7 separate regions of the Mus musculus genome follow, and all the other regions are linked to region 4. Evidence: chromatin contacts called from public HiCAR-type and promoter capture Hi-C data. All regions are on one chromosome and are shown on one strand. The core of a region is the stretch at or near the end of the contact, and the rest is flanking DNA. Distances in the headings are between cores, read along the strand shown. Region 1 holds the start of Nono (non-POU-domain-containing, octamer binding protein). Region 2 has its middle 17 kb from the start of Gm31155. Region 3 holds the start of Med12 (mediator complex subunit 12). Region 4 holds the start of Igbp1 (immunoglobulin (CD79A) binding protein 1). Region 5 has its middle 5.1 kb from the start of Gm31385. Region 6 has its middle 21 kb from the start of Gm41898. Region 7 holds the start of Foxo4 (forkhead box O4).

The links. Promoter capture Hi-C pulls out the DNA fragments that hold promoters and counts their contacts. HiCAR-type assays count read pairs that join an accessible place to other places. Capture Hi-C pulls out chosen DNA fragments and counts their contacts.
Region 1: a promoter capture Hi-C map of liver shows a contact between it and region 4, with 2.9 times the contacts expected there. The contact joins the promoter of Nono here to the promoter of Igbp1 in region 4. A contact is called at or near these places in 3 of 39 promoter capture datasets (liver, pre-B cells and second pharyngeal arch cranial neural crest) and 1 of 9 other capture datasets (liver).
Region 2: a promoter capture Hi-C map of hippocampal neurons shows a contact between it and region 4, with 5 times the contacts expected there. The contact joins the enhancer-like site here to the promoter of Igbp1 in region 4. A contact is called at or near these places in 8 of 39 promoter capture datasets (the 3T3-L1 cell line, 3T3-L1-derived adipocytes, embryonic stem cells and 4 more), 4 of 484 Hi-C or Micro-C datasets (cerebral cortex, cortical neurons, myocytes and 1 more), 1 of 115 datasets of contacts at active chromatin or transcription factors (astrocytes) and 1 of 9 other capture datasets (embryonic stem cells).
Region 3: a contact with region 4 is called in a promoter capture Hi-C map of pre-B cells, with 3 times the contacts expected there. The contact joins the promoter of Med12 here to the promoter of Igbp1 in region 4. A contact is called at or near these places in 2 of 39 promoter capture datasets (hippocampal neurons and pre-B cells).
Region 5: a promoter capture Hi-C map of pre-B cells shows a contact between it and region 4, with 7 times the contacts expected there. The contact joins the enhancer-like site here to the promoter of Igbp1 in region 4. A contact is called at or near these places in 7 of 39 promoter capture datasets (3T3-L1-derived adipocytes, the C10 cell line, hippocampal neurons and 2 more), 1 of 484 Hi-C or Micro-C datasets (B cells) and 3 of 115 datasets of contacts at active chromatin or transcription factors (astrocytes, microglia and pro-B cells).
Region 6: a HiCAR-type map of fibro-adipogenic progenitors shows a contact between it and region 4, with 8 times the contacts expected there. The contact joins the enhancer-like site here to the promoter of Igbp1 in region 4. A contact is called at or near these places in 10 of 39 promoter capture datasets (the 3T3-L1 cell line, 3T3-L1-derived adipocytes, the C10 cell line and 6 more), 2 of 15 datasets of contacts at CTCF or cohesin (pro-B cells and stem cell-derived epiblast-like cells), 25 of 484 Hi-C or Micro-C datasets (B cells, the G1E-ER4 cell line, the HPC-7 cell line and 15 more), 6 of 115 datasets of contacts at active chromatin or transcription factors (astrocytes, embryonic forebrain, embryonic stem cells and 3 more) and 3 of 9 other capture datasets (adipose tissue, embryonic stem cells and liver).
Region 7: a contact with region 4 is called in a promoter capture Hi-C map of liver, with 3 times the contacts expected there. The contact joins the promoter of Foxo4 here to the promoter of Igbp1 in region 4. A contact is called at or near these places in 4 of 39 promoter capture datasets (the C10 cell line, erythroid cells, liver and 1 more).

What each region holds. Positions count from the first base shown.
Region 1 is chrX:101,428,169-101,431,598 of GRCm38.p6, reverse strand. It overlaps Nono (non-POU-domain-containing, octamer binding protein), which reads right to left and starts at 1,948. Exons shown (of 12, transcript NM_023144.2): 1 at 1,837-1,948; 2 at 1,047-1,106.
Region 2 is chrX:99,538,861-99,542,346 of GRCm38.p6, reverse strand. No RefSeq gene overlaps it. Among named protein-coding and RNA genes, the nearest start is that of Gm31155, 17 kb to the left of the region's middle. Within about 2 kb of position 2,201, at least 34 of the 459 cell types and tissues checked have an H3K27ac peak or open chromatin away from gene starts, as enhancers often do. A contact at or near this core is called in cerebral cortex, cortical neurons and hippocampal neurons, where this site is marked.
Region 3 is chrX:101,272,354-101,275,531 of GRCm38.p6, reverse strand. Med12 (mediator complex subunit 12) reads right to left here and starts at 1,441. Exons shown (of 45, transcript NM_021521.2): 1 at 1,173-1,441; 2 at 532-636; 3 at 169-360; 4 at 1-40. The coding sequence starts at 1,271.
Region 4 is chrX:100,492,643-100,495,688 of GRCm38.p6, reverse strand. It overlaps Igbp1 (immunoglobulin (CD79A) binding protein 1), which reads right to left and starts at 1,398. Exons shown (of 6, transcript NM_008784.3): 1 at 1,133-1,398; 2 at 491-784. The coding sequence starts at 1,323. It also overlaps a transcript of Awat2 not described here.
Region 5 is chrX:101,331,194-101,334,699 of GRCm38.p6, reverse strand. No RefSeq gene overlaps it. Among named protein-coding and RNA genes, the nearest start is that of Gm31385, 5.1 kb to the left of the region's middle. Within about 2 kb of position 2,014, at least 396 of the 459 cell types and tissues checked have an H3K27ac peak or open chromatin away from gene starts, as enhancers often do. A contact at or near this core is called in B cells, liver, microglia and 2 more, where this site is marked.
Region 6 is chrX:99,730,964-99,734,499 of GRCm38.p6, reverse strand. No RefSeq gene overlaps it. Among named protein-coding and RNA genes, the nearest start is that of Gm41898, 21 kb to the right of the region's middle. Within about 2 kb of position 1,814, at least 6 of the 459 cell types and tissues checked have an H3K27ac peak or open chromatin away from gene starts, as enhancers often do. A contact at or near this core is called in fibro-adipogenic progenitors, where this site is marked.
Region 7 is chrX:101,253,021-101,256,397 of GRCm38.p6, reverse strand. It overlaps Foxo4 (forkhead box O4), which reads right to left and starts at 1,870. Exons shown (of 3, transcript NM_018789.2): 1 at 1,125-1,870. The coding sequence starts at 1,577.

The DNA.
Region 1 (3,430 bases), core at 699-3,198, 940 kb before region 4:
TCTTTTTTCCTTCCTTTCGACCCAATCTCGCAGCATAGCCTTAGCTGTCCTGGAACTCTGTACTCCAGGTTGGCCTTTAACTCTCAGAGGTCCATCTGCCTCTGCCACCATGTCTGACCATGGAGAACTTGTTTTCTTTCTTTCTTCCCCCCCCCCCCCACACACAGGGTTTCTCTCTTTCTCTGTGTAGCCTTGGTTGTCCTGGAACTCAGAAATCCACCTGCCTCTGCCTCCTGAGTGCATGGATAACGTGTAACAACCAAATTTATTTTATTTGTTTTTGAATAAAAATCCCCATGGTGACAGATTTCAAAATCTTTCCCTTCCATGTAGTCTTCTCCATAAGTTTCCATTTACCAAGGAAGGTTAGCACTGCCCAAAGAATCTAAATTACCACTGTATACACAGCAAGTACCAAGCATGAAAGAAATGTTCCTATGTTAAATGCAATAATATAATTTTGCAGAAATAAACTTACCAAACCCTAACTACAGAGATCAGCAGTTAGGATTTCTGTCTCCTATCACGTCCTAAGATTAACCACAATGAAAGAGACTATAGCTACTGTGTGTGATATACCTGCAGACATGTTCAGGACCATATTAATCACAGGTATCTGAAATCTAAATCAAGGTCCTCTCAATTTTAGAAGAGTCAAATTACTAAATGAAAAACTGCTAGAGAAATCCAGTGTGAACTTGCTAGGCTGATATGGTTGCCTGGTGGGCGACTGTTAAAGCTGTAGAATACAATCACGGTAAAGGCGGCTGAGTTTCTTAGGACTTTTTATTTAAAAAACAATGAAGTGGACAAACATAAATTTAAGCACTAACCCCTATTAGAACAGCCATAATTAGGGGTTATAAAAACAAAACAACAACAAAAAAAAAAACCCACACCACTCAGTCACATTTTAGTTTCAGATTCTAAAAACGGTTTAGCTTAAATAACATGAAAAGTGCCCCCCAAATTAATTTCTCATCTGTAAAATCTGTATTAGTTAAGCATCCTGCACTTTACCTGATGACCCTACCTCCTGCACCTACCTTGACTTGGATTTGAACACAGCAAAGTGTCTGCCTCGCAGTCCTCACTAACCTCGACTGCTGTTAAAAACACAAAGAAAGGTGTCAGCTTACAGTAAGACGTCCGCAAAGTGAAAAATACTCGAAAGTAATGCCACAGAAAGCAACATTTTTTTTTAATTTAGAAAAGCGATGCCTACAAATGCCTAGGAAAAGCTTAAGGAGCAAGGGGTTCGGAAAAAAGGCGCGCGCGCGCGCGCGTGCAAGGGTGGGGTGGAGGGTGTTTCATGAACTTAGCACCAAAAGCCAAGGGGTCTGAACTAGCAAACTTCCCACTTTCGTTTCAAATAACAAAACAACAACAACAAAAAATCCATAGCTCCAGGGGCCCCACAGGCCCTCTAGGAATTAATGGCCTTGAAAGGCTAGGGAGGAGCATCCGACAAAGCAAAGCGCCTCCTCCTCTAACCTCGACTTCAGGGCCTTAGTATAATAGACCCCACACCCTGTGGCCCAGGGCGTTCAAGAAGCCAACAACTTAGGGCCACTAAAATTGGGGGTGAGCAGCACAAAGAGTCTGGGCAAGGAAGCAAGAAAAGCATTGGCTAATGCCCGCGGCGGGGAGCAGGGAGCGCTCTGGCCCCCATGGGTGGGCTGCGAAGGCCTTGTGCGGAGGGGGAAAGGCCTCCCGGGCCTTCGGAACCCATAGCCCGTGTGCAAACTCGGCCTCGCCCCAACCCCTCCCTTTCCAGAGTGTCGCAGGAAGCCCCACCGCATCCCTAAGCAACCAAAGAGCCATCCCCAAACTCACCCTCTGGCCACAGTTCTTTGCTCGGAGTATGGGCGACGCTGCACGGCCTCCACCGTCCCGAGAAAAGAGCGCGCGACCGCCGGAAACGAGCCGACGGAGCTCGGTACCTCCCGAGGGGGGGGGGGGTCAATTTTGGATTCCCGATTGGCTATGTGAACTGCCAGTCAAAGTTTATCTCCCGAGAAAGTCTCATTAGTCCGCCATTTCTTAACGTTTATTGGCTACCGACTGTCAAAGCCTTGGGTTCGTGTGAACGACAGATGGGGACAAAGAGCGAGGCTTCGTAGCTTATGCGCATGCACTAGAGGCGCCGAGCACAAGACGGAAAAGGAAGGGGGAGGGGGAGCCAGCAGTGGAAGGTAGGGGGTCGGAAGGAGAGGCTCACCCGGCCCTACGGAAGGACTGAAAACCTAGCGGTGGGAGGAGGAGAGAAGAGAACTTGTGCGAGAGGAAGATCGGAGCGAAAAGGGGGGAAAATGTGCACGTAGGCGTGTGCTGAGAATTTATGCACTGCGCCTGTGCAAAATTAAGACTAACAATGTCATTGTATTCTATGTGGTAGAGCTAGCCGTTTGCTACTGAAAAAAAAAAATGTGCCCCGCCATGTTTCTTTTTTTCCACACTTCCTCAAAGCGTCTACCCTGACACCCTATACAGTTTTAGTTTCCTTTCTCAGTGCTGGGTATGTTTGGGAAGTGTAACTGAAATGGACATGATTGTAGAAACAGGCAGGAGGGCAAACGATTTTGACACTTTAAGCTCAGTGATTACCCAGAACTGTGACTAGCACCATTTCCATAGTAACCAGAGAACCCGATAGGCCAAACAGACTAAGGTTCCCATCGCAGAGAGACTCAACAGGTTGGTCGGCGGTGCCTGAACCAGTATGTTGGAGGTCTTCACATCAGACCTACTCTTTATCCCATAGGAGGCCTATCAGGTAATAATAACCTTCGTTATTCCATAATGCCTAGCTCTCCCAGGCGGTTAACCAAGGATTACAAGGTTCAATAGATAGGCACCAGTAGTTAATCCTCAGTAATTAATTCATACTCCTGATGGCAGATTATCTCAATAGGCATTACCTATACCTTGTATGGGGATACAATGATATGGAACTGTGCTGTCTAATAAGCCTCTTACAATGTTGGGAAGGTTCTGTGGCACCATTCAATACAGTAGTAGAGACTAGCTATATTCTACCCAATCCACCCCGTTTGCGTGTGCGTGTGCATCAACATATGGCTACAACTTACTATAGTGGGTATATTTATCCCAATGGTTCCCAAATTCTTTGAGATAAGATAGCACATTATTATGAAAAAAGAAAATGGGGGGGATCAAGATCAGATAATGCCCTTCAGTATGAAGTTTCAGCCCTACTACTGATCTCCTATATCCACTATCCAATTATGACAGCTGTTTACTACGTATGACTGTCACAATCAAACAGAAATGATTAAGCCTTTAACTTCTGTACTCAGGAGGCTGAAAAAGGAGCCTCCTTGCCCAGAAGGCCACCCTGGACTACACAGTGAGTAGCAAGGTATCCAGTACCTAAGACTCTGTCTCAACACAAAACAATAACAACAAA
Region 2 (3,486 bases), core at 952-3,451, 950 kb after region 4:
CCTGGCCCCATGTTTGCCCCTTCAGCCTAGGACCTGCCTACTAGCCAACTATCTGTCAAACCCTGGTCTATTATGGGCCTTCTCCATACTCCTTCCCATCTCAGTGCCCAGCAACATCCTTAAATGATTACCAGCTGGTTCTAGCCATAGCCTGGGGCTGTGACAAGTAGGCAGGCCTTTCTTCAGTTGGCTCCCTTGGCTGTTGGCTAGATGGCCGGCTGAGTCCTCGGTGCCAAGAAATAGCCAGAGCTCTCAGAAAAACTAAGACATAGTCTGTTAGAGGAGCTGAATTTCTCTGAGCATAGATTGGACTACCTCCAGCACTCTTTCCCGGGACAACACTCTGAGGAAGTGCTCAAGGAAGAGTTCAACTGGCAAATGGACTCTCTTGCTTGCTTACTGCAGTACCCTTGGCAAGCCAAGGTTCTTCACCACTGTGTGTAACCTTTCACTTTCATGTCAGATAATAGTGACCTAAGAGTAAGTATGGGGCGGTGTGGGGGTGGGGCCTGAAGAGATAGGTCAGGGGTTAAGAACACCAGCTGCCTATCCAGAGGATCCAGGTTCCATTCCCAACACCCACATGGTGGCTCACAACTCTTTGTTAACTCCAGTTCCAAGAGATCTGATACCTTCTTGTGGTCTCTGCAGACACTGGACACACACATGGCTCACAGACATACATGCTGGTAAAACACCCATATGCATAAATGCTTGAAAATTTTAAATGTGAGCTTTGACAAGTCTGTGTGAATTCACTGTTATCTCTTGCCAGCTGAGTGACCCTGGGCAAAATGCTGTGTCTCTCAACATTTTGTTTCTTTACCTCTAAAAAGCAATAGGACCTCTCTCAGAGCCCAGATGCCTTTAAAAAAAAAGTTCCTGGCACAAGCCAATCACTATTAGCCAATCTTGTTATATTATTGTAGATGGCGGCTTGAAGATTCATGTGAACACGAACTACATCTTTCTCTCTGAGCTCCCAACATTCACACCCATTTAGTCATAGGGAAGATGCTCGGTCTAGGACAGAAAAAAAGCATAGTCAGCTAAGACTGTCACTTCCATATGCCCCTATCAATAGGGACCTAGGTGCTTCTGTAATTGAAGCATATTAGCAAGCACCAGAAAGGGCCTCCATTCACTTACTGGAGGCTTGAACTACCCTGCCCACCACAGGCCTGTTGGCTTCAGTCTAGGGGTTCACTGGGCAATCCAAGAGAGACTATGGGGACTCTGTTTTAAAAGGCCATCAGGAGCTGGGGGTGCAGCTCACTGGTATATATGCATGGACCTCGAATGCCCTGGGTTTCATCCCCAATAACACATATGCCTGGTAGTCAATTGGTAGGTCTAATGTTTTAGATAGGTCATATCCTGGGTAGAAGCTTGAATGATTGATGCCAAAGTACAAAGCACAGCTAGAGGGGAAAGACATAGCCTCGGGAGCCAGATGGACCTGGATTTGAATCCTGGTTGTCACTTTCTTAATGGCTATAGAACCGCAAGAAAATCATTCATCTTTCTTAGTCTCAGCTTCCTGACTTGGGATGTAGAGATAGCACTTCGGTACGGGCCCAATAAGAAAATCATGCCAGGCATTCAGCCTAACACAAACTGGCACCAAGGTGGTCACCAGTAATTCCTGCCTTGCCCTATGTTGTGAAGGGGGTGGGGTGGGTGAACGATCCCTAGAGTGGGGTAAGGCAATCATGAGGGCCCTTGTACCCACAGGGGCTTCAAGATGGTAAGTCAGGAGCAAGGTTCCAGGCCGAGGGGACACGGGCAGCACTCCCAGCCATCCATTCCCTATGCCTTGGCATGACAAGGTTCTTGGCCTCCTGCCTCAGCCAACTATGTAAATAAACCAGCTTTTTGCTGGCTGGGAGTGAGACGGCCCTAAGTGACATTTCAAATTAGTTCTGCTATATTGGGCTTGAGCTCTGAAGAGCCTGGGCATTTTTCCTCCCTGGCTCATCCCTTTCTCTGTGTGGTAAGAGCTCTTAAAGCACACCCGGTGTGGGCAGAAGGCCAGAGAGGGTGGGGGGTAGGCTGTCTGAGGTGACCTGCTGAAGCACTTACCAGGCCTGGGGCCATAGCCTCCCTTCCCAGAGAGGTCAGCCGCTCTGCATCAGGGTACCCCCCCCTCCACACTAGCCCTCCACAGCTGCCATAGCAACCTCATCTCCTCACACAGGGCTCACACACCAGCTGGCAAGAATGCTGAACGGAAGGAAGGCTGTATGGTTGGCTGAGGAGAGGGGGCTGGGCATGGGAGGGGGCACATGAAGGTGGGCCAGCTGTGGCCTGGCAGTGCAAACCACATGGCCTGCCTGTCTCTGGGACCATGCCAAGAGATAGGACCATAGTAGGAGAAGAAGCTAGGATCAGGGACACATGTCACTGTCTTCTTGGCAAGGCATTATGACTTCTCTGTGGGGCTGAGGGCAGAGGGCACTAGATTCAGCCCCTTTTTTTCTGGGCAAGTTGCCTTACCACACTTGGCTGCAGGTTCAAGGTCTGAGAGTGTAAAAGAATCAGACTGTGGAGCTGGGGAGATCTGAGTTACAATCAGAGCTTTCGCGCTGCCATCGATTCCCGTTACCAAGCCCTTGGCTGCCTCCTGTGTGGGGATAATAGTGACACCTAGGAGGTCACTGAGACCAAGTCAATGGTGCTTGCAAAACACCCAATGTTTAGGCATAGTAAGACCTCAGTAACTGGTATCTGCTCTTATTATTACTGCTGTTCTTTCTAGTATATTATTTAAAGGGACAGCTTCTGTGTCTGTGTCCCTATTAGCCTGGAAGGTGTTAGAGGCAGAGACTGGGGTTCATTCATCTCTAAATCCCCCAGAAGTTCCAGACTGGGGCTAGGACCAGGACAGATTCTGGGGGGGGAGTAGGACAATGGGAGCTGAATACAAAAAGGAACGCCTTGTGCTAAAGCTCTTCAAGACTTCCTTGCTGTTTGGAGACTTTGTACTCTTACTTCCATAAGTTCCAGAGAAAGACTACCCTAGGTGTGTGTGCAGTTTGATAGCCTTTCTATAAAAGCAATCCCAGTCAACATGTTAAAAAACATTCTACAATCTAAGCCATCACATGATCCTGAAATAAATAAATAAATAAATAAATAAATAAATAAATAAATAAATCCCATGTCAGCCCATGGGATCAATCTGCCTGCCAGACCCCTTTCCATTTTGGGATGCTCAGAGCTGCAGGAAAACACCATTCACATGAGTCCTGGAACGCTTCAGGGACCTTAAACGTGCCAGAGCATCACAAGATGGAAATACAGGCTGGGGTTGATGTGATCCAGAGAAGGTCACCTGGGGGGAGTGGCCACTATTAGTTAGCTCTTCTGCAGCAGAAGAGAGGCCTCCAAAGCACAGAATTCTCAAGATTTAGGGCTGCTCAGGGACCCTGATCAGAATGGATCCACTGAGCATACTGCTCCAAGGTGATGACCATTGAGCTCATC
Region 3 (3,178 bases), core at 192-2,691, 780 kb before region 4:
AATACCCAAATACTTCTTCCTTTTTACTGAAAATGGGGACCTGGATGGGCATCACAAACAGCAATGTCTCTAATTACTCCAGGGAGCTGACACCACATAGCTACATCTTAGAATATAGGTAGACACATTCCCCACCTTGACCTTAAGAACAGGAAAAGAGTACTTCACCTTTTTGGCTAGGTGTGTGAGTGGTTTGGTGCCAGCCAGGTCAGTGAACCAGGTGTTAATAGCACTCTGAGATCTTGCAGTCACCAGCCAGAAGTTGTCCTTCTGGTTCATTAGGGACTTCCTGCGACCAGTGTCAGAGAGAGTATTACACCTTAACTTCTCTGCGATGATGCTGCTGAAGTTGGAACTGATCTAAAGGGGGAAAAGTAGACCTCAGGGTAGGAAGACTGTGAAAATGCCAATGTGCTAGCACTGAGTTATAAACTCTGCCACCTAGGTTGTCCCTTTCAGTTTGCCCAACCCGGAGCTTTTGCTCCTCAGATTCTTCCAGCCTTTTCCTTCAGCCTGGCAGGGTTGTCTCACCTTGGCAGGATTGAAGTTGACGTTCTTGGCACTGCCATGTTCGTCCCCAGAGACAGCAGGCTGGTTATTGAAACCTTGTTTTACATTCAAAGCCGTCAGTTCATCCTGAGGCAGAAAAACAGCATTTTTAGCTCACCCTCATTCACCTTATAGAAGAGGTTGTAAGAGAGGGCAGAGGAAAAGGTAACAAGGGAGCCAGGGAGGAGGAGGAGGAGGAGGAGGAGGAGGATTCTGACTAGAAGAGGTTGTTATTTAAAGCCCAGCCCTTATGTTCATTTGGACCCCACCCTCACCCCCACAGTCAATGAGACTCCCACATCCCCCAGAGCGACCTCAACATCACTCTTCCCTTACCGGCACCTCACCAAGCTGGCCCTAACAACTTTCTGAGGTTTGTGTGTGAGCGCCCGAGTGAGTGTGGAGGGGGGCACCTCTGGCATGGCTCCTGAACCCACGAGCTCCTCAACCGGAACTGCTGGCAGACCCTACTCTCCAGCAGGGCACCAGTCCACTCTACTCTTCCCCCTGTTGGGACTTTTTCTCTCACCTAACCTCATCCCCCCTTGCCCTCAACTGTCAGTGTCTCTTCCCTCACGAAACACCTGCCCGGACCCCGCGGGAACCGGGAATTGTGAACGCACCTCCTTCTGTTTGGGATCTTGAGGGTACACATCGGGAGGCCCCAGCCGCAGCCGCTTCAGGGGTCGGTGTTCATAGCTCAAGATCCCGAAAGCCGCCATCTTGCCCAGCCCGTACCGCCTGAGGCGCCTGCAGGGCCAGGCGAGGTGGGGAGGGAAGGGGCGGAGGGCCGAGGACGGGAGGGAGCACGGGGACAGCGAGCCGGGCGGCGGTAGAGAGGACCGAGGCCGAGAGAAGGGGGGTGGCGGAGGCGGGGCACGTTAGAAACTCTCGATTACTGCCGGAAACTGCCGAGGGACGCTGGGTACCGTCGGACAATACTGACTGCAGAGTGGGTGGGGCCTCGCCGGCGCGGGGCGGAGCCCCACAGCCCGGGAGCTTTGGGCCCTAGGAGGGAAAGTCAATTTCACACACTAGAAATCCACCGGCGTGGCCGGGGCTGGAGGCGCAGACCTGGAATAGGGAAGGCAGCCGCGGCGCTGAGCTCTCTCGCTGGAACTGGCTTCCCGTGGCCTCGCTCAGTTCTTGGCCTAAAATAAGTGCTCGGGAATTTTTAGTTTAGTTAATAACTGCGTCTTTTACTGATCACTTCGTTTCTTGGTTCTCACATCTGGATAATGGGCATGCTAAACTTCCTTCAAAGGACAGTTGTAAAGATTAGAAACTACTATTGTTTTAAGAAAGCACCTCTGATCTGATACAAAAGATCCGGTCTAGCCAGGCGCAGGCCTTTAACCCCTGCAGAGGCAGAGACAGACGGATCTCTGTGAAGTGCTTGCCTTACACAAAAAGAAAGCAACTGTAAAACTGAAGTGCTTATAATCTCTCCAGGTGGTTACAGGCCCTCTGCACCACAACCCCCTAACCCTTTGTTGTTGTTGTTAACCCTTAACCTGGCGGTGCACACCTTTAGTCCCAGCAGAAGAAAGCAGATCTCTGTGAATTCAAGGCCAGCCTGGTTTACACAATGACTTCCAGAACAGCCAAGTCCATGTATGAACTGTGTAACCCTGTCTCAACAACAACAACAACAAAACCAAAGAAACAAACAAAAAGTAGCCAGATTGATGGCAAACACCTTTAGTCCTAGCAACTAGAGAGGCAGGAGCAGGAGTATCTGAGTTCAAGGCCAGCCTGGTCTACACACTGAGCTCCAGAACAGCCAGAATTACATAGCGCCCTTGTCTCAAAAGAAAAAAAACCACAGGGTTTGGGGATTTACCTCAATGGTAGAGCACTTGCCTAGCAAATACAAGACCCTGGGTACCCGTCCTCAGCTCTGGAAGGAAAAAAACAAACCAAAAAAAAAAAAAAATGCCAACGTGTCATCAGAGTCAGATGTGGTGGGGCAAGCAGGTCATCCAGAGCAACAGTGACTGACACATACCCTGTCTCAAAAAGAAATCCATTGACACTTACATTATGTGTGTCACACACCTGTAATTCCCACAGCTCGGGAGATTGGCAAAAGGATAACAAGTTACTTCCAGCCCAAATTACATAGACACACACACACACATACACACACCTCTTTTCTGAGACAAGGTCATCTCATCATGTAATCGCAGGTGGCCTAAAACTTTCCATATAGCCCACGCTGGCCTAGAACTCACAGAAAGCTCAGTGAGCCATCTGCCTCCTAAAGCTTCCAGGCCGGATCAAAAGGAAAAGGGAGGAGGAGCAGGAGGAGGAAGAAACAGGAATCTTCACAGAATAGTAGTTATACAAATTGTCAGATATTTTCTATCATGAAGCTTTGTATATCTGAACTCCAACTTATGAACCTTCACAATAGGGCCAGGCAGAAGGCAGAAGATGCTTGCTTGCCATTGTACCTGATTACCAGGATAGAATCTTCCGGTTTCACATGATGAAAGCAGAGAACTGACTTTTGCAAACTCTCCTCTGAGCACCGTGTACATGCATGGAACAAACAAACAAATAAATAAAATGTACAAACGACTCTTTCTCAGACTTAGTGGCAAAGGGCACTAACCCGGCACTCCTG
Region 4 (3,046 bases), core at 149-2,648:
GCATTCACGGAATTTTCTAAGGTTAAATCAAGGTTAACATGATGCTGTACCAGGGCTATGATTAATTCAGGATGCTAGACATCCCAGCCTGTATGCATTCTGAACAGAATTGCTCAGTAAATAGTTCAAGATATTGTGTACTTTTGAAATATTTACCCCATACAAACAGCATTATGCAGTGACATGGAAAAGGTTGTGGTATACTTTGATCAACCTAATGGTTAGAATAACACTGCTACTAGTGATGACCCTAAGGTGTGTGTTGAGGGGCTGGGGGGGTGGTCCTGAAGTTTTAGCACAACCCCCTCAACAATGGCACAAAGGCTTGTTAAGATTCAGGAAAGTTTGCTTTCACCAGGGTCTATGTTCATTAAGAACCAAGAAAATAAAATACACTATTCTGTAGTACACACACACACACACACACACACACACCACACAAACACATGCACCCCCAACTACAGCCCTCAAATTACAGCCATTGACCCACCTCTCTATTTTAGCCTGTCTTTGAGATGCCATAGCAACGAGATTTGGATAGGCCATGGAGGAGCTAGCAGTATTATTTTCAGCTGAGTTAGTCTTGGTTTGGGGTAGCTGAAACTCTGCCACATGATAGCAATGACACTGAGTTAAGAAATGTACGAAGTGTTCTCGAGCCCGCTGCAAATGATCTAGACGCTTGCTGGGGTTGACTTGTTTCATGGTGAGGGCTCCTTGCAACGCTGGCACCATCAGGTACTTCAGGTCGGTGGAAGCAATCTCTTCCAGATCTTCATTTCGGCTGCAAAGAGCAAAGAGGAGGCCGTGAAGCCTGGTTGAGCATTAAGCCGTGGCCCCTGCTTCTAGGGAAGAATAGGGCTGGGAGAGAGTGGTGCAAAGACATTGGCCAGATTAAAAAGAAAGTGGCTGAGCTTGCATACCCAAGGACCAGGCAGTCAGCCGTACACGAGGGAGCATTGTTCTGGGATATTAAGCATCTCAGAAGAAAAGTGGAGAATGGAAAGAATGTACACGGGTGAACAAGTAGGAACCGCGCGGTTTTAGCCTTAAAGGTCCTTTCCACCCAAGTGCAATGGCTCTGCCCTTGCTAGCCATTCCTTCTCTGCGGTTCCTGCCCTCTCCCCCGTACCTGAACAAATCAAGCTGCGATAACATTCCAGCAGCCTTCTCAAGGAGTTCTAGTCCTTTGGACACCTTATCCTGGATTGTTCGGGAGCCGGTGGGTTCAGTTGCTACTTCCACGTCCTCCAGAAGTTTTTTGCTTGTTTCAAAGAGCTCCGGAAGCCGCGGCAGCAGTAACTCGTCTTCAGACGCTGCCATCTTGTGGAAAGAAAGAAACCCGGAAGAATTTCTACCGAAGTCAAAGGTAAACTCCATAAAGACGAGCCCTAAAGCTCTCACGACACAGGAAGCAGTAGTGCATTGGCCAGCGACTTGTTACCAAAGCTTCCCAAATGACTTCTGGGAATCGCAGTTTTCTGGCCCTGGCAACCGTTTCCAGGGACTCATTTTCAGCCAGCCGCTTGTTTTAAAGTCGTCTGTGCTGTTTTACTAAAGATGGGCTCCACGTGGCCAGAAGTGGACTTGCAAGTTCCTAGTACTCTGAGGCACAGGAGTGGCGGGGCTGATTTCCAAACTCCAGCCAGCGTGAGTAGGCGAACGTGTTCCATGCTTGGAGAACCACGAGCCTGCTATGCCAGAGAAGTCAAGTCGTTCCCCCAAGGAAAGTCCTGCTAGTCAGCGGCCACTCTCTCGGTTTCCGGGTCTGCTTACCCTAGAGGACGTGAAGTTGTAAGTCGCGCTCTCGATCAATGCCCACCCACCGCGCCACAACCTTCTGTCCCCTATACACTCGAACACCCTTTGAGCCAGCACCCTGTGAAACCTTTCTCTTTGATCAGGAACATTTGAAAACTTGCAACTCCTATCTACCAACAGCCGGCTGCCTTCCTTTCTTGGAACTTTCTTTCCAGGTCACACTTCTATGCAGTCTTTGGTTCTCTCCCCATATACTGTGCCTTTCACCTCGCCGTTCGGATTTCTTCTGTGCACGCATACAGCACGGACCACACTGCATTAATAGCTAGTGTTTTATAAAATCTCCCTTCCAGAATGATTATGAGCCATCTTAGCACCTCCTCTGGCTATCCTTCATACTGAAGTTACCCAGAGTCATGATATATAAATAGAAAAATAAAGCGATCTCTTTGGAAATCAGCTCAGCTTTGCAGATACTAGATGGCTGGCTACCTAGTGCTCAGGTGTGCTTATCTTAAATTTAGATGTGTTGTAAAAGTAAATTACAGGTCAGATTTTGATTATATAATCAAAACATGTAAAAATATCTCAACGCTTTGACTATATGTTGAATGATAATATTTTTGAGACAGGGTCTTTTGTAATCCAGTCTGGCTTTGAAGCGCGATGGCCTTTACCTTCCAATCCCATGTGCAGGGATTACAAGAGCGTGTCACCACATTTGGTTCCTAGGGATTGAACTCAGGGCTTTGTGCATTCTACACAAGCGCTCTACCAGTTGAACCACACACACCCAATAATAGTATTTTAGTATATTCAGTTATGCGTTCTTAAATTTTCTTTGTTTTTAAAAATAGATGCCAACTATTTTTTTTGTTATTATTTTTTTGTTGTTGTTTTGAAACAAGTTCTCAAACTTGCTATGTAGGTAAGGATGATATTGAACTTGAGATCCATGGTTTCTACCTCCTGAGTGATGGTTACACCTGCAAAGTAGTACAGTCATACACGTGGTTTATGCTGGGGATTGAACATAGAGCCAGCCTTGTGCTACCTACACAGAACTCTACCAACTGAGTTACATTCCTGGTCCAATCTGCAAGAAAAGTTGAAGCAAACGTATTTAAAATGTATTATTAGTTATTGGATTGTGCCTGGGTTGTATGCGTATTTGGGCACACATGCCATGGCACACATGTTGAGGTTAGGGAACAGCCCTATAGAGTCAGTTCTCTCTTTTCATCTTTATGTGGACTCTAGGAATCGAATTTAGGTTACCAGGTTT
Region 5 (3,506 bases), core at 765-3,264, 840 kb before region 4:
ACCTTCCAGCTTCTGTTGGGCTATTTCTTAAATATCACATCTTGGAAAACAAGTAGGCTCAGTATCTAAAGGCACTTTTCACCAAGCCTGACAACTTTCGTTCTTTCCCTTAGAGACTCATGGTAAAAGGAAAGAACTCGAACTCTCTAAAGGTGTCCTCTGACCTCCACATCTGTGCAATGGCATGCATGCACGCACACACACACACATACACACACGCATGCATGTGAGCATACACACAAATTAGTAAATATTTAAAACAAATGCAACATCCTCTAGGAATTCTTACAGTTGAAAGCCAATGGCCTTGCAGTTCCCAATCTGCCTAGAAACATCTAAGACTGACAAGTACCACAATCATTATACTTACTGTGATTACCGCCCCTCCCCACTAGCGCTACTCCCAGATATGTGGACAGTATAAAACATTGTGACTGCCTGTTTTTCACACTTGCCTGCTCCCCATTCTCTTATCCATCATGTGTTAACCTTCTACATCTTCAGTGTCACTCAGCCCTGGTTGTCTTTGACCATCAGAGCAGGTACCGTGGGTAAATTAACAAAGGCAAGGCAGTGAGTGGAGAAACGCTTTATAATAAAGAGGAGAAACTGGAAGCAGTTGATAGCATTAGGCAAGGGTACACGTCTCCTAGTAGAATATTCCAGTTGCCAGGGGGATTATACCACAGCCCAGCATCCCGGCAGAGGATCACACAGCCTATCAGCGCAATGGGAAAAGTCTAAATTTCCACCATTCGTGTGCTGATTCTTGAAATGGTCAAAATCGGAAACAAAAGCCAAGGAGGATTTGTGTCTGCACTGACCCTTTACCCCAGCATGGGCAAAACACATGTTGCCTCTTTCCTGTTCCTTGGCTATTCCATGCAGAAGGTAGAGGGTCGAGCCTGGACAATGCAAATGAACGGTGGGTGGGATTCAGCCAGGGGACCTCTACAGGGAGAACTAGAGATGGAAGATAAAAACTCAGCCCCCTCCTAACCACCACACCTCAGTGTATGTGGTTCGGAAATCTCCATTCTTTGATGCAATACTCAGGCTTATGGGTGTTTACTGCACACAGAGCCTATGAAACCCTAGGCTACACTGCTACTTTCAGGCAGCTTTACCTGTGGGATAAGAAACTTGGCGGAGAAGTGATGTCTGAGCATGAAGAAGCAAAACGAGACTACAGGAAGCAGCCTAAAGGAGACAAGTGTAGCCAGCTCCCTTTACACAGCTTCTGGCTTCATTTAACCCAGTCGGGGAAAACATGCTGTAAGGGCACGCAGGAGCATGGATGACATAGGGCCCCTGGCTCAGGTAGACATCCATCCTTTCATCTGAATCCAGCAGCTTCTTCGCTCTGCCTGGGCTCTCTGTTTTCTCCATTATCTACCGAAGGCTGGATTCCTCTTTAGGATTACAATCTTTGTTAAGGTTGTCCTATATGATTGACACGTATGTCCCCAGAGACCTACAGAATGATCCGAAAGCCTCCACCTAACTCCACCTTTCCAGGCTCCTCCCTCAGAGTGGCTGGCAGCTGGAGCAAAGGCAGCCCCCTGTGATCTGGGGCTGAAGTGGAAGCCGAGGCAGTCCCCCTCCCAATCATTTTTCCTTCCCCGGCCTCCAACAAGTAAGACAGAAACCTCAAAGGACAGTGAGGGGTTAAGCTCCTTATATGGAAATGAGACTCCTTCCTGTGCGGAAATAAGTGTTTTAGCTTCAAGTACACACACACACACACACACACATAGGCACACACACACACATAGGCACACACACACACACACACACATACAGGCACACGCACACACACACGCACGCGCGCACGCTGGCGGCGGCGGCGGGGGGCGGGGCGGAGAAGGGGGGCGCGCGGGCGCGCGCGCGCCTTCAGATAAAATTCCCGAAGCTCCTTCTCTTTGGCGGGGGCGGAGGGTGGCGGGCAGCAGGGGCGGGGCCGGGAAAGGCCACTTTGCGCAGCGCAGACAGAGGGATGAGTCATCAAAAAGACTCGGGGAAAGGAAGCGGAACTAGTCATCAGAGCCGGGAAAAGAGGTAGCCAGTCATTAGACAGGGATGGTGTCAATCATACTTTCTCCACCAATGATCTGAGAGTCTCTCAGGCCTCGCAGACCGGAAAAGGGGTCTTGGGAGGCGGTCTAAAGCTGCTGAGATCCGAAAAGCTTGGGCGCTGGCGGCGGCCAAGGCTACGGACGCGCGCAGGGCCCCCTGGCAGGAAGATGGCGTTTGCCGTCAAGGTCACATGGCCACTTTTGAGCACTAAAACGAAAGACTAGCTAAGAAAGAGTAGGGACGGCCATCATGGGGCCGGATTTTCAGAAAGCTGTCAGGATTCCAAGTTGTTTTTTTTCCAGTTCGCAAGCACATTTGTCTTAGTTATCAGCCATATTCTAAACACATCGTACAGCTCTGGGAAAGGGCGGGGTCTTCCCTGGGCTTTTTTCCCCCTCTGCAAGCCTGAAAAGGGGTGGACGAAGCCTGGGCTAGAGTGGTTGGAGGAACTACAGGAGGGCAGCACTTGACAAAATAAAAGCACCCACCCGGGTCTTGACAGGCTTGGGAGACCAGGAAGGGAGGCCGATTCTGCCCACCACCTTTTTTTTTTTGGTTTTTCGAGACAATGTTTCTCCGTGTAGCCCTGGCTGTCCTGGAACTCACTCTGTAGACCAGGCTGGCCTCGAACTCAGAAATTCTCCTGCCTCTGCCTCCCAAGTGCTGGGATCAAAGGCGTGCGCCACCACACCCTGCTCACTGCCCACCACTCTTAATCCCTAAAGGTCCATGCCAGGCTTAGCTCCAGGTAGTGAGTGAGGTCCAATGCCTGAGCCCTCTCTAGTTTGGAAAAGTTGATTTGATTAAGTTCCTTGAATAGGTTCAATGTAAATTCAGGATCAGAAATCTTAAAACTTTACAATTTACAAGATAAAATATGTCAATCTGTGTAAAATGTGTTGTTGTTTATGAGGTGACCCACAAACATTACTTGGGAAGTTTTCTTGTTCCCTTGCCAAGCTTGGTAGCCCATACCTTTAATCTCGGCACTCAGGAAGCTGAGGCAGGAGGATCTTGGTGAGTTTGAGGCTAGTCTGGTCCACATATTTCCAGGAAACCCTGGGCAATATGGAGATACCCTATCTCAAAAGGGAAGGGGGGGTCTTTTTGAGCTGCGCCTGCGTACGCCTTTAATCCCAGTACTGAGGGGTGGGGGCAGAAGCAGGTGGATCTCTTGAGTTCCAAGCCAGCATGGTCTACAGAGGGTTCTAGGACAGCTAGGGCTACACAGAGAAAGCCTGTCTTGAAAAACCAAAAGAAACATTTTTTGAGACATGGTTTTCTTTATTGCACAGCTCTCAATGTCCTGGAATTCACTTTGTAAACCAGGTTGGCCTCTCACAGAGAGCAGCCTGTCTCAGCCTCCTGAGTGATGGGATTTAAGGTATGTGCCACCACACCAGGCTTGAAAAGTATCTTAACTGAAAGAT
Region 6 (3,536 bases), core at 565-3,064, 760 kb after region 4:
TGGAAGCTCCCAAGGGTCCAAGTTAGCTGACACTGTTGGTCTTCCTATGGGGTTGCCATCCCCTTCAGCTCCTTCAATCTTTCCCCTAATTTTTCCATTGGGGTCCCTGACTTCAGTCCAATGGGTGGCCCTAAGTATCTGCATCTGTCTCTGTCAGCTGCTGGTAGAGCCTCTCAGAATACAGTCATGCTGGGCTCCTGTCTGCAGGTACAACATAGCATCAGTAATAACATCAGGGTTTGGTGCCTGCCCATGGGATGGATCCCAAGTTAGGCCATTGTTACTTTAAAATGGTCTCTGTTCCGTTTTTGCACCTGTATTTCTTTTAGACAGGAAAAAAATCTGAGTCAAAAACTTTGGTGATGTGTTGGTGACCCCATCCCTCCATTAGGGGCCCTATCTATCTACTGGAGTTGGTCTCTTTAGGTTCCATCACCCCACTATTGGGCATTGCAGCTAAGGTCATCTCCATTGAGTCCTGGGAGCCTTTTGTACCCTAGGTCTCTGGGAATTTCCAGAGGTTCCCACTGCCCCCCCCACAGCTGCATATTCCCATTCATTCACCTGGCCCCCTGTTCCCCACCCCCCTTACCTGATCCTGCCATTCTTTCCCATTCCCTCTCCCCCTCCCCTGTCCCATCAGGTCCCTCCCTTCCTCTGCCTTCCATGATTATTTTGTTCTGTCTTCTAAGTTGGATTGAAATCTCCTCACTTGGGCTTTCTTTCTTCCCTTGTGACTTCCTTGCTGCCTTTCCATAATTCCCACCTCCCCCAGTAAGCTATCTAAACTCCTGCCCATTTCCGGCAGGAGAAATCTGAGCCAATTGCCTGGATCACCCTCTGGTCCTTGGCTGTTTCCTGTCTCCTAGCACTTCTCTCTGTTCCCATGGTTTACTCCCACACTTTGTTCTCCCTGCAGTCAACAGTCACCCTTGCAGGTAGGTGACCTCAGGGCACCCAAGCTTCCCAGTCCTCCCTCCTCTTCATTGCAATCACTTGCATTTTCTCTGCAGATCTTTTAGTGATCTGGAGGTTATTTTGTTCATTTTTAGTGCCTGCATTTGTCTATCTGCTCTCAGTAGGAGCTCTGCGAGTGCAGAGGCCCTGTCTGACTTCTTCACTCATCTGTCCACAATGTGAGGCACCAAGGGCACCACCAAGGGAAGAGTTTCCACAGTTATTGGACTTCATGTTCATTTCCTCAGTACTTCTCTCTCTGATTCTGTGTTCTTAATCTTACCCTCTGGATGCCACAAAGTTGGTACAAATGAGCACAAAGGATTCTGTCCTATGGTTGGGAAACTCAAGTCAATCTAGCAGATGATGAATGTCTTTCAGTTGTGGATTTTTTTACTCCTGAGTCTCGGTGATGGCTTCGATTTTTCTTTACTTTTTTTTTGTGTTTGAAAACAATCTCAATTTGCTTTGTTTTCTGCTCTCACTCTTCACACTGGCATATTGACAATCTAAGCTGGAAGCACCATACCCAATTTCCTTCTCAGCCATTTTCTCCCGAAAATCACAGGGTGTCTTTCTGTTATTCTTCTGTTCCTGACATGCCTGCTGCTGTCTATAGTATCTGGCCTTACAGTGTGATATGGGCATGTCCCCCCTCCCCCCAGTTAAAGTCATCTTGATCAGATCGGCAAGTCTCCAAGCAACCACATTCTTCCCTAGTGAGATGCACTCGATCCTAAGCCAAAAGCCTATCATTTCAGTATCTTAAGCCATCATCCAAAAAACAAATCTGCACAGCTTCAACCCTCCTTTGCATCTCCAGCTGTGCTGGCTGCAGCTACCCCCACACCTAGCCTCAAGGGACCCCTGACCTCTAAGCTAGCCCTACAGTGACCAACTTGTAGACAAATCTTATTCCCCTTGGTTCAGATGAGACAATATTGGAATTTCTCAAAAGGAAATTTGCTAGGAAACCAAGTGAAAAACAAAACTAGAGAGGGAGGGAGAGAGTGAGAGAGAGTACAAAAGCTTAAAGAATGATGCTTTATAGAGTCCAATTCCTTATCCTGAGATAACTACACTCTGGCTGCAGACTGGCTTGGCTGGCACAGTTCACAAGGCACACAGGATATGAAAATATAATCCTTCAACCTTTGAACAAAAGGAGATGAGGCTGGAGCTGGAGCACAGCTTACAGAAAGACAGAATGAGTCTTTGTGTGTCTGGACTATTTCATTCCACAGAGATGGTAGCCTAGAGCTTGGAAAGGCTGCTCCAGCAACTCTGGACAGGCAGGACATCCTGTCTTCTAGCCCCAATGCCCTGCAAGCTGCCTGCAACATTGCTGACCTTCTACTTTGATTTTAGTGGTGTTTATATCAGTGGTTTCTTTAGGATTTTGGAGATGCAAGATCATGTTGCCTGCAAAAGGAGGTGGTTTTTCAACTTTCATTCTAATTTGGAGGCCTTTTCTTCTACTTTCTTCCTAACTACCCTGGGTAGAATGTCCATTTCAGTGTTGGATAGAATTAGCCTGAGTGGTGTCTACATCTTGTCCCTAGTGGGAAGTATTCAGTCTCTCCATTGAGTGTGAGGTTACTGTGGTTTTTATGTGCATAGAGGCTCAATCCAACTTTCAGTGACCCATGCTTTATTGAAAAGCTTAGCAATACTTTTTACATTTTCTTCCTTTGTTGTACTTTTAGCTTCCTTTACTTTTTGCACAGTTTCTTTCAAAAAGTCTAGCCTATCCTTACATGGCTAGAAAACTCAAGAGCAATAACTTGACTTTCTTGCCATTGTCCATTCAACAGACACAGAGGAAGCGCCTACAATGAGACAACACTTTCCCAGGTTCTTGGAAATACAATACTGGGTAAAATAAAGTGGCTATGTTCTGATGCTCACATTCAAGGGCGACCTTAAAATATGTAAATAGTCAAGATAATCACAAAGAGAAGTGTGAGACGGAGCACTGTGGGTGGCTGTGATAAGGGGGTGGGGGAGATCCAGAGCTGCTCTGTGGCAAGGGGTCAGAAAAGTTCTTTCCTATGTATGTGATATTCAGGTGGGTTTGGGGTGATGATAAAACTTTGGAGAAAATTATGGCAGAAGAAAAATGCAAAGGAATCAAAAATAAGCCTGGTGAGTGTGAACGCAGGGCCACTGGGAAGGTAGCTCAATGAGGCTGGCATAACTGGAGGGAGAGGGGGAGTGAGATGTGCTGAGAACAAAGGCCGGCACTGATCTTACAGGCAAGGGCACCAGAGTGGATTGGAAGTGCTGGGGAAGCCACTGGAGAGTGTTAAACAGGGGGTGTTGTGATCTAAGTAAATCCGTCTGCCTGATGTACCTGTGTATATCCTGCTTTCCAGGTCAGGTGAAGAGCAGAGCTGTAGAGAATCTGATCACCTCTGCAGCCCCACCTCACACAATGGCCAAAGGGATTCTTCTAAAATATAAGCCAGGCCCTGTTCTTCCTTTCTTAAAGTGGTTCTTTTTCTTCTGTGGGGCTGGAGATTGAAGCCAGAGCCTCATGTACCATCAGCAAATGCTTTGCCACTGGGTTACAGCCTCAG
Region 7 (3,377 bases), core at 621-3,120, 760 kb before region 4:
GGACTACTCCCAGTGTAACAAGCACTCGTGGTCATTCTACCCTGGAAAATCAACTTAAGGGAAAAGAAAAACAGCTGTGCAGGCTGCGTCCAAGGAGGGAAGCTCTTTGTGAGCTTCAGATTGTGGCATGGCAGTCTACCCAGAAATAGCGCCAAGGGTCTCGGTCAGCTGTCCCATCTTCTGTTCAGTCTGGCCCCTCCGCACATTGTAGATCTGCTCCCTCACTCTAACGTCTACGTGAAGGTCCATTCTGTCCGCTGTACTTGGTACACTAACACAAACCACCTACAGAGAGAGATACAAGGCATGGATACGGGCTGAACCCTCCTTAGTTTTGTGATTAGAGTCCGTATTTCTCTGGCGAAGTTTTCAGAGTTACCGTTTGAGATCTTCCCAGTTTCTTCAAGAAAGACCAAGGACCAACTTGGACTCGAAAGTCAAAGCTATATGATACCTCCTTTCTCCATGAGTAGTATTCCTGAACAAAGACTTTCCCCGTGAGTTTGGAGAGCGCCTTACAAGGAAGGATTTTCGTCAGGAGAAGGTAAACTGAGGCAGATAGCAGCTTGCGGGCCTCTTTCCTTAGTGCACAAGGTCGCTACCTTTCCCCATGGATACCAACCACTTTGCCCCCCTTCACCGCCCACTCCCTCTTGGGCAGAGCAATCGTAGAACAGTTCTGTTCACTGAGGTATTGGGAGGCGAGCAGGGAATCCGAGTAATCCCGCAGGAATGGGCCAAAAGGTGTTGGGTGGGAGGGGAGGGAGGAGGGAAGGCTAGGTGCCGGTGGAGAATCCACACAGTTCCTGCTGTACATAGGATAAAGACTTCTCTGTGGGAATAAATGTTTGGAGCAGCTCAAGCCAAAGTGCTGAGTAGCGAGTAGAGAATTCGATTTTCCTCAGAGCAGGGACAGTGTCTTATTCATCTCCGATCCTCCTGCTTCAAGCTGCTCAGAGTGTGGTATATACTATGTACTAAGTAAATGCCTGTCTAACTGAAGATTAAAGGTGGATCTTTGGGCTTTCCAAAGGGGTGGAAAGGCGGTAATGGGGGGCCCCGGAGTGAGAGTAACTAGAGGGGTCCAAGGGTGGATGGCGTGAAGGTAAGGGAGTCATACTTACCTTCCATCCTGCCGAGCTGTTGCTGTCACCCTTGTCCTTGAAGTAGGGCACCGTGCGGACCATCCATTCGTAGATCTGGGCGAGTGTCAGCCGCTTCTCCGGGGCGCTTTCAATGGCCTGGCTGATGAGTTCTGCATATGACTGATTTCCCCAGGCATTCCGGCGGGAGCCTCCCTTCCGAGGACCTGTTACAGCCCCCAGGATTCCCGGCTGGGGGCCCCCTGCCGGCTCTGGGAGCCGAGAGGGCAACAGGATCGGTTCGGAGTGTCCCTCCGTGGGTACCTTCTGTCCCAGACTGGGCTCCACCTCGGACGGTTCGTGTGGCTCCGTAGCGAGGTCTGGTCGAGGAAGGGGCCAGGTGCAGGATCGCGGACGGCTCTGGGGTTCGAAGTCGGGATCGAGGTCTAGGATCGCGGCAGCCCCTGTGGCTGACTTCTTATTCTCTGGATCCATACGTGGGGTCGAACCTCTGCAGCTCAGCGATCAGTGGAGCCTGCCACAGTCCCTCACCATGCCTCCCCCAAGGGGGGAAACACATTCTTTCCAGTTCTCAGAAAGTCACGAACTTCTCCCTCGTCTCCGGACTCTAGCTCCTAAACTGTCCCTTTCACTCCGTTCTCCGATCCCCTCCGGAGTCCGGGCTGCAGCCTCAGAGTAGCGCTCTGAGGCACCACCTGTAACCTCCGCCTAGCGAAGGCACTTTCTGCACCCTCTCACTCAGCTTCCTGCTCTTTTAAACCTGAGGCACCGTATCCCCTCATACATTGCGCTCCCATCACCGAACGTCTCCTCAGCGAAGTTCCCTCCCCCTTTCAAGTTGCTGCCCCCCGGACACTCCTCCCAAATTTCCTCCACCCGGATCGCTGCCCTCCCCCACGCCCCGCTCCCGGGCGTCACTTGTCCCTCCCCTGGCTCTCCCTCCCCTCGCCTCTTCCCTCCAGGTCACTCTTGAGAGGGTCAAGGTTCTTGCGGCCCCAGCCTCCCCAACTCCAGAACTGAATCCCCTATCGGACCCCCCCACCCCCCGCCCCCCGGGTTTCCCTTTTGTTTTGCTCCAAGCAGCAGCCCCCGCCAGACGTCTCTGTTTACCACTCGCTGGGGCAGCCATCTGCGCACGCGCCTCAGGAGCCACTTGGGAAACTGAGTTCTCGAATCGTGCCACCCTGGTCGTTCTCGAAGACTACATCTCCCGTCCTACCTTGCGATCAGGAGTCCGATATCGGCCGCAGGAGAGCGGCGCGTGGCAGGATGTGGGGAGGTGGAACTTTAATGATTAGAGGTCGTCCCGGACTCTTTTTCTTTTCTTAAAAATATTTTTCCTCATTCCTTCCCTTTTCACCCACTTCCTCGAGTTTCGGGGTCGCCCAAAAGATCGTTTTGAAAGACGCTAGATTTTCCCATCCTTCACTAAGAAAGCAAAGTGAAAATGTATTGCCCTTATAAGAAGCAGAAAGAGTATCAACAAGTAGGGATCTGATTAGAAAATAAGACACACTCACTTGGGGAGTTGAGAGGGAAGCTTGTGTAACAACAAACAGTGTTCATTGGTTATGGTGCACTCTCTCCATTTTCTATGTACATTTCACAGACAGTCTTGCTAGTTTCCTCTGTCAGCTATGCAGGCCTCTGAAATACTGATCTTCTCCTTGTTCTGATCTTCAATGGCTTCTCATTCAACATGTCTCCAACTGAACTTTTTTTTTTTTTAATCTCTTTCTGCACCTATACCTCCACCCTCTAGCTACCTTTAACCTCTGTTATTTTGTCTTTTTTCTGGAGCTGAGGACCGACTCCAGGGCCTTAGCCCTTGTTAGGCAAGTGCTATACCACTGAGCTAAATCCCCGATCCCTACTCTTAAGCTCTGAATTTGGTTAGAGGCTGTTCTGGGTCTACCTAACCTTCTCAGCCACACTGATGGTCACCTTTCCACTTCTGTAACTTGCTACTTCCAAATTCTAAATGGAGACATTATGACTGGGTTTAAGTTCTTCAACAGTGCACCGGCTTCTAATCCTTCTAATCCTTTCAAATAAAGCCATTTCCTAGTGGGCCTATGGGGGGCATTCTTATTCAAACCAGCATATCAAAATTAGCTCACTTACAGCTCACTTAACCATGCAAGGTATGGTTAACCACTATTATATCTGTTTTATAGATGAAAATACAGATGATCTCAGAGATCAAGTGATTTACACAAGGAAACAGGTGGGCCTAAAAATCCAAAGTACTGTAATGTTCAAACTCTAGGAAAG